Linked DNA regions of Anas platyrhynchos: region 1 is linked to region 2. The links are chromatin contacts, called in public Hi-C maps. All regions are on one chromosome and are shown on one strand. The core of a region is the stretch at or near the end of the contact, and the rest is flanking DNA. Distances in the headings are between cores, read along the strand shown.

Evidence for each region. Hi-C and Micro-C count contacts between places; a contact is called where the count stands out from the background.
Region 1: a Hi-C map of skeletal muscle shows a contact between it and region 2, with 3 times the contacts expected there. The contact joins two enhancer-like sites. A contact is called at or near these places in 2 of 8 Hi-C or Micro-C datasets (skeletal muscle and subcutaneous adipose tissue).

The regions. Positions count from the first base shown.
Region 1 is chr1:11,459,903-11,463,531 of IASCAAS_PekinDuck_T2T, reverse strand. It overlaps LOC101797418 (guanine nucleotide-binding protein G(t) subunit alpha-3), which reads right to left. Exons shown (of 9, transcript XM_072028538.1): 3 at 45-87. The coding sequence starts at 49. Among named protein-coding and RNA genes, the nearest start is that of CD36, 52 kb to the right of the region's middle. Within about 2 kb of position 1,706, at least 1 of the 8 cell types and tissues checked has an H3K27ac peak or open chromatin away from gene starts, as enhancers often do. A contact at or near this core is called in subcutaneous adipose tissue, where this site is marked.
Region 2 is chr1:11,363,068-11,366,725 of IASCAAS_PekinDuck_T2T, reverse strand. No RefSeq gene overlaps it. Among named protein-coding and RNA genes, the nearest start is that of CD36, 44 kb to the left of the region's middle. Within about 2 kb of position 1,680, at least 1 of the 8 cell types and tissues checked has an H3K27ac peak or open chromatin away from gene starts, as enhancers often do. A contact at or near this core is called in subcutaneous adipose tissue, where this site is marked.

The DNA.
Region 1 (3,629 bases), core at 457-2,956, 97 kb before region 2:
CAAATACCATATTCAACAACTGATGTGAATATTCATGTACTTACTTCATTTGCTTTACAATAGTGCTCTTTCCTGACTCTCCAGCACCTGCAGAGAGGGAATATTCAGAAGATATGATTGATACATCAATAAGTAGAAAATATTAAAAATAACTCTCTGGAACAGAATTTGGTATTTATGAAGAGACATGCAGATGTTTCAGATCCCCATTTCACTAACTGTAAACCTCCCTAGTGTCCATTCAGACTTAGAAAGAATGAAATCTTGGTGAAAATATAAATTCTAAAAGAGGGAAGAGATATTTGAAAAGAAAGGAAAGTGCAGTCAATTAAGAAAAATACAGTTTCTTATTATCAAAGAGATATTGGTCATATTTTGATTTCATCCCCATCACCTGGGCAGATTGCTGAAAAGACACAAAAAAACTACAGCACCTGACAGTATGTTGTTTGTTATATGATTGTAGCTGCTCATTTAATGTCTATGCTGACTTTGTAATCCAGACCACCTAGCATATTTAAACAAGTGGAAAAGCAGGATTTCTACGTGATTTAGCTCACGAAGCAGAGGCAGCACATGAGCAAATATCTTGATACTGGTCTATTGCCACTTCCTCTGCCCTATGGTCTTCCACTGAAAGTGGGAAATCTGCACAGCCTTGCAGCAGATACAACTTGAGAATGAATTTGCAGTAAATTCCCATTGCTGTCAGGGAGATATAGGCATTTGGTTGTACAGGCAATTTGCAGAACTAGGTCTTAGTTTAAGTCAGATTATTCAGATTAATTTGGCCTTCTTATCTCATGCAAAGTGAATAATCACAGCACAAGACTTTCCATTGCAAATCAGTATGAGTTTAACTATTTTAACTTCTATCAGTGAGACTGGTGAGGAGCAGGGCTTGGCCACACCTGCCAAACACAAGCTAGATTTTAAAAGAACCTGAAGAGAAGGTTTGACTTCTCTGTATGAATCCATGGGACAAGACTCATCACTACTCTAATTTTTGCAGATTATCATTTACCTTACTGGATACTTTTGGCTAAAGAGAAAACTTGCGGCATAGCTATTCTAAGTGATGGCCCCTCAGTGAATGGAACAGATTACAGAGTTTCCAAACAGATTTTGTAAAGCTAATAGCATTTAAATGACAGAGATTAATTTACTCAATTGAATCACAACAGACAGCAAACCATATGCAAAACATTTTCTAAAGCCCACAATGTGAATGGCAGAAAGTGCGAGAGGAAAACATCAAGCCCATGCAAAATGAGCTGATGCTGCCATCTGCCACAGTTTGGACAAAATGCAAATTTGCTTTAGATCACTTTTTATCCTCTCAATTCCCCTCTGAAGAACTTGGTAAAGCCCTGCCAGGGAAGCAGCATTGCTAAACTTTTTGTAGGGAAGAGAGCAAGCAGTTCTGGGAATTCCTGCATCCACCTCATGGAAAGATGCCAGGAAGCATAATACAGAAATGAACCTCTCTTCCAGATTTGGAAGACAAGGTTAAAATAGAGTAGGAGTCATAATTTATATCTTGTAGGTGTATTTCTCTACCTCTGCTCATCTCTAATTTATGACCCAGTAATGCCTTTATCTAAACAACAGATGACTCATAGACTTTGGCTCCACTCTGGAGTATTGTGTTAATCGTAGCAGCAGTTGTACTTCAGGAAACAAGTCAGTAACAATTTACTTTGCACCTGCTTCCCTTCTTTCTTCCCCCTCCTGTTCAGCCTGCTTTTCTGGCCCGAGCCCTTAAGACAGGAGAGCAGGGCCACAACTACATTTCTACTCACCACAGAATTCTTCTGCCCATGCAAATGGCAGCAAAAGAACTACGGGGAGCTGAGGGCAGCTTCACTTTAGGAGGCAGTGAAGAGGGAAATTATGATCCAGCCCAAATTTTCTACATAAAAGACTAGAGCTTAGGCCAAAGTCAGTCTTGTTCTAAAGTCTGGAAAATTTAAATGGCTTTTAAACAATTTCCTGTCTCTGTGAAGATTTGTGTCTCTGCCTGACAGGGACCTTATAAAACATGCTATAGCCTGTATTTTGCATTTCACATTCTTATGATCTATTTTTTATTCAAATTTACCTTTGATTTCCATATCTCTATTTGTATGCCAAGTTTCCTTGAGATGGATATAGGCATGGAAAATAAAGGCACGGAAATCTTTGTTACTGCCTGAAATTCTAGGCATTTTCCTGAGAGATGAAAGACATTTCACGGTGTATCAGGGCGTGCTACATCCACCTTCAGCACTGTGCTGGACAACGAGCAGTCTGGCAGACTGTAAACTGCCTCTCATCTTGGTTGGGATATTCTGAATTCAACTTCCCAGCTTCCATGCCATTTCTGTTTCAGGACACATTGAGGCTTCAGAGAAGCCTCGAGAAGTGCAGTGAGCATGGCATAGCTGCAGGCAAAGATCTGCAAAGGAGCCACACCCAGAGACATGTCTTGAATTGCCCCTCTGCTCTGGGATGGTCCAGCCTCTACAGTGCAGACTACAAAGGTGTATAGACAGACCAGGAACAGAGAAAAAAATAAATATGGAGGTACTTTGAAAGACAGTGAGAACTGATTGAATTCAAAGGAGAGCAGAACACAAGACCTCAGATGTAACTTGAATCCACTACTTTCCTAAGCAGAATTTCACAGGGTCACAACATGGTTGAGATTGGAACAGACATTTGGAGGCCACCTTGTCCCTGATCAAGCAAGGCCACACAGAACTGGTTACCTAGGACCATATCCAAATCGCTTTTGAGGATCTCCAAGGAGGGCGACCACACAACCTCTCTGGGCAACCTGTGCCAGTACTCTGTCACTTACACAGCACTGAAGTGCTTCCTGATATTCGGGAGGAACTTCTTGTGTTCTAGTCTGTGTCCATTGCCTCTTGTCCTGTCCCTGGGCACCACTGAAAAGAGCTTGGCTCTGTCCTCTTTGCACCCTCCCTTCAGGTATTTATCCAAAGTGATAAGATCTCCTGAGCCTCCTCTTCACCATGCTGAACAGTCCCAGCTTCCTTGGCCTTTCCTTGGAGGAGGAGTGCATCGTGGTGGCCCTACATTGAACTCCTTTCAGTATGCTCAGATCTCTTCTGTACTGGAGGGCCTAGAACTGGACACAGTACTCCAGATGTGGCTGTATCAGTGCTAAGTAGAGCAAAAGCCTCAAACCTCCCTCAACCTGCTGCCAATACTCTGCCTAATACAGTCCAGGATATGGTTAACTTTTGCAGGAATGGCTTATTGCTGACACTTTTTCAATGTGGTGCCCACCGGGACCCCCAGGTCTTTTTCTGTTTTCCATCTTGGTGATCCTCAACATATACTTGAGCCTGGAGTTGTTCCTCCCCCAGTGCAGGATTCTGCATTTCTGCTTCTTGAACCTCATGAGGCTCCTATCAGACCATTTTTCCATCTGTCCAAGTCCCAAGGTAGCACAACTCAATAGTATATCTCACCTCAGTTTTTGTATCATAAAAAAAAATAAATAAATAAAATAAAAAAAATCTGAGGGTGTACTCTGTGTCATTGTCCAGATCATTAATGAAGACATTAAGATTTTTTTGAATATTTGTGAATACAGGGAAGAGTACAAGTCCTGATCACAA
Region 2 (3,658 bases), core at 431-2,930:
GTGCGAAGCAATGAAGATAAAAAGTATTCGCTAAGATTAGGACAAGAAGAACGGCCACAGACAAAAGCAGGCATGTTCAGGAAGATGGCTACAAGCAAGTGAAGTGCTCCTTGAGTGGGACTGCAAGGCTGTACCCAAAAAGCTCTGAGCACTGCACAGGCTGAAGAACCAGAAGCATCATCCCACTAGTGAGTTTGCTTCCCACCAATCCCCTATTCATTGATGATACCCTAGAAAGTGTGGTTGTATGCACATGGAAACAAACCAGGGAAAACAGGAATGCTGTGAATATTCTCAGTTGCCTCACTGTATGAAAGCAATATATCTAAGTATATATATATATTTAATAATAATAAATATATTTATTTACTTATTTAGCATATAGTTTAGGAAGGCCTGGGTCTCCCATAGAGTCCATGTCATAATTATCATCCATCATGAGTGTTTCAAATATCCCAAAGCATGTCATGTGGGAAGTCTTCCTAGATCATTCTATAATCTCTTTCCATAGATGTACTCTTCACACCTGAGTACTTATACGGAACCTTCCCCAAAGTTCTTTGTGGGCAGAAAAGAGAACTGAATGAAAAGATATCACAACTAAATAGCTCATAAGCAGATTTGTATTAACTCCTCTTGCCAACCACCAACCTCTTCTAAACATTTTTTTTTTTTTTTACAGACACTTTCTGGATGCTCCAAAATGCACTTGAGAATATATAACTTCTTGCAGCCTGAAACCCTGAATAATATAAATAATTAAATAAATAAATGAAAACTAAATAATAATTAAAAATGCACATTTTACAGTTTTGGCTTTTGAATTTTGAGGGGCACATTCCCGGAATCACAGAATCACAGAATCAATCACATAACAGTTGAGGTTGGAAGGGACCTCTGGAGGTCATCTGGTCCAACTCCCTGCCTAAGTAGGGATGCCTTGAGCAGGTCTATTCAGGACCATCTCCAAGTGGCTTTTGAATCTCTGCCCAGGAAAGTGGTGGAGTCACTGTCCCTGGGAGTTTTCAAGGAAAGGTTTGACCTGGTGCTTAGGTACATGGTTTAGTGGGTGACATTGGTAGTACGGTGATGGCTGGACCAGATGATCTTGAAGGTCTTTTCCAACATTAATGATTCTGTGATCTCCAAGGAGAGAGACTCCACCGCCCTTTTTGGGCAACCTGTGCCAGTGATCAGTCACCCTCACAACAATGAAATGCTTTTTTGATATTCAAACGGATACTCCTGAGTTTCAGTTTTTGTCCATGACTTCTTGTCCTGTTAGTGGGCACCACTGAAAAGAGCCCTGCTCCATTTTCTCTGCTTCCTCCCTTAAGGTATTTATAGACATTGATGAGATCCCCTGAGCCTCCTCTTCTGAGGCTGAATAGTCCCAGCTCTCTCAGCCTCTCCTAATAGGAGAGGTGCTCCTGTCCCTCGGTCACATTTGTAGCCTTCATTAGAGGCCCTCCATTATTGTGCTGTCATCACAATATATTAAAAAAATATATTATTTAGTTATAAAAAAAAAAAAAAGGACACTAAAAATAAAAAGAAAAAGAACAGGAAAAAAATAAAACTAAAATCACCCTTAGTTTTATAGATAGCACTGTGCATCTTAACCTCTAGGCCTCGGCCTGCAGTTTGTGAGATGGGCACTAGATGGCAATGCAATATCTAGGCTGGCAGTCTGAATTCTCCAAAACACGTGTTCAGGGCTACTCACCCTTGCACTGGGATTAGGGTGGATACAGTTGGACACGGTGAGACTTAAACTGGGGCCCCTTTATGCGCATTTATCTGCATTGCATCACCACCTCACACAGCTTAGTAGTGTTGCAACAATTACCTAATTAGTTCATATATGCTAGCATACAGCTTCTAAGAGATCTAGATATAGAGAATGCTTACTTTACAAAGTTGCATTTCAGCTTCTGAAGAAATAATGAAATATTTGAACTTGGGTCATGTTCTCCCAGGCCTGTGAACAACATAAATGATGCTCCACTTACTGCTTGACAGCTTCTGCAGGCAGAGCATGCTCCTGGTACCTGCTCAAAGAGCCAGACTGACTCCTTCTGATGAAAGACATAACAAAATATGTAACACCCAACGCTCAGGAGCCTCACTCACCACCCCTTGACATCAAAGAAACAACACCCATTTTCAAGATTCACCTTTTTTAATATCCCCACTCTTCATCCTGAAAACTCATCTTTTCTTATTCTTTCTGCTTCCTGTGCCCGTGAAGATGTGAACATAACCTGCTTGAGCATTTAAATTCAGTTTTACTGACACTGATGAAATGTTTAGAAATGTATCTCTGTAACTGTGTACTTAAAATATTTGCTTAAATATGGTTACAGCATCTGTTCTGGACTTTCAGTTGTAAATCAAGGCTCTAGACCTTAACCAGTATTATATCTTTATTATGGGATATGCTTTGGTTTTAGAGAAAAGAGGTCTTTTTTTGGTCTTTTTTTTTTTTTTTAACTGGGAAGAACAAAAATATTACAATGCATGTGGCTAGACAAGCAGATATATGTTTAAATAACACATTTACACCAATATTAACAATACCTAGCTAACAGGGTAGCCATGATAGCAGCTTTGAATGACAGGAAATAATAATAATAATAGTAATAAAAAAAATACATGTAAGGCTAACTTAGCCTACCTTGCAAAAATGTATCTCCAGGGTGTTCTGCAGGGGTTTGCAGGGGGTTTACAGGGAGCGGGAAATAATCCATTTCCAATCTCCATTTTCAAGGTAATAGTGCTGGCCCCGCTGAGAACCAGTACCTCATCAAGCTTTTTCTAAAAGTTAGATGACAGGTAGGTCAGGTGTAGCTGAAATTATGGTGGTTATGTCACTATTCACCTGTGGCCATAATTTATGGAAATAAAATATTTATCCATGTGTGTTAATGAGTCTGTTTATTGTCTCTAACTATATATGAATACCTTGCAGAGTTATGAAGACAGAATAGCAGTCTCTTTTATTAAGAAAATCAAGCTTGGCACCTGTTGAGTTGTGGGGTATGATCTCTCATCCCAGTGAGATGATATCCTAATACTCAGGTGGGAGCACTTCTTGTAACACTCAAGAGACCCTTTAAAATGATGACTAATCAGTGTTTTTTTATTTGTTTGTTTGTTTGTTTGTTTGTTTTTCAAAATCAACTTGAATTATACATATAGATGTCCAGAACTAGACTCTAAGTTACTCCTCAAAGAAATAAGAACCAAGACGTTACATCAGAAGTTATCTGTGTTGTAAACCAGACAAGGTGCCAAATGCTGGACTTGTCCAAGGTTTCCTCTCTGTTTATGTTTGCAAAATACAAGTGTGGATGTCCTGAAGATACAGTTTCCGTTGACCAGAGGAGAATACTGGTTGTCTCTATCTGATCATCACATCAAAATCCATCATGTTATGGAAGTTTTTGGTAACAATTTTAGGATTAGGATTTAATCTTAAATGTTAGCCCTTTAGTACGAAACATTTCTTATGAACTTTTCATATATATAATTATCATATTTGTCTTGTCACATGTTTTAAATAAGAAATCTCTACCTTTGACTACTGGATGAATTACTTTTTGGCATACCTGTCTTTTCCTGAAGGACAGAAAGTTTTGAAAAACTTTACCCATAC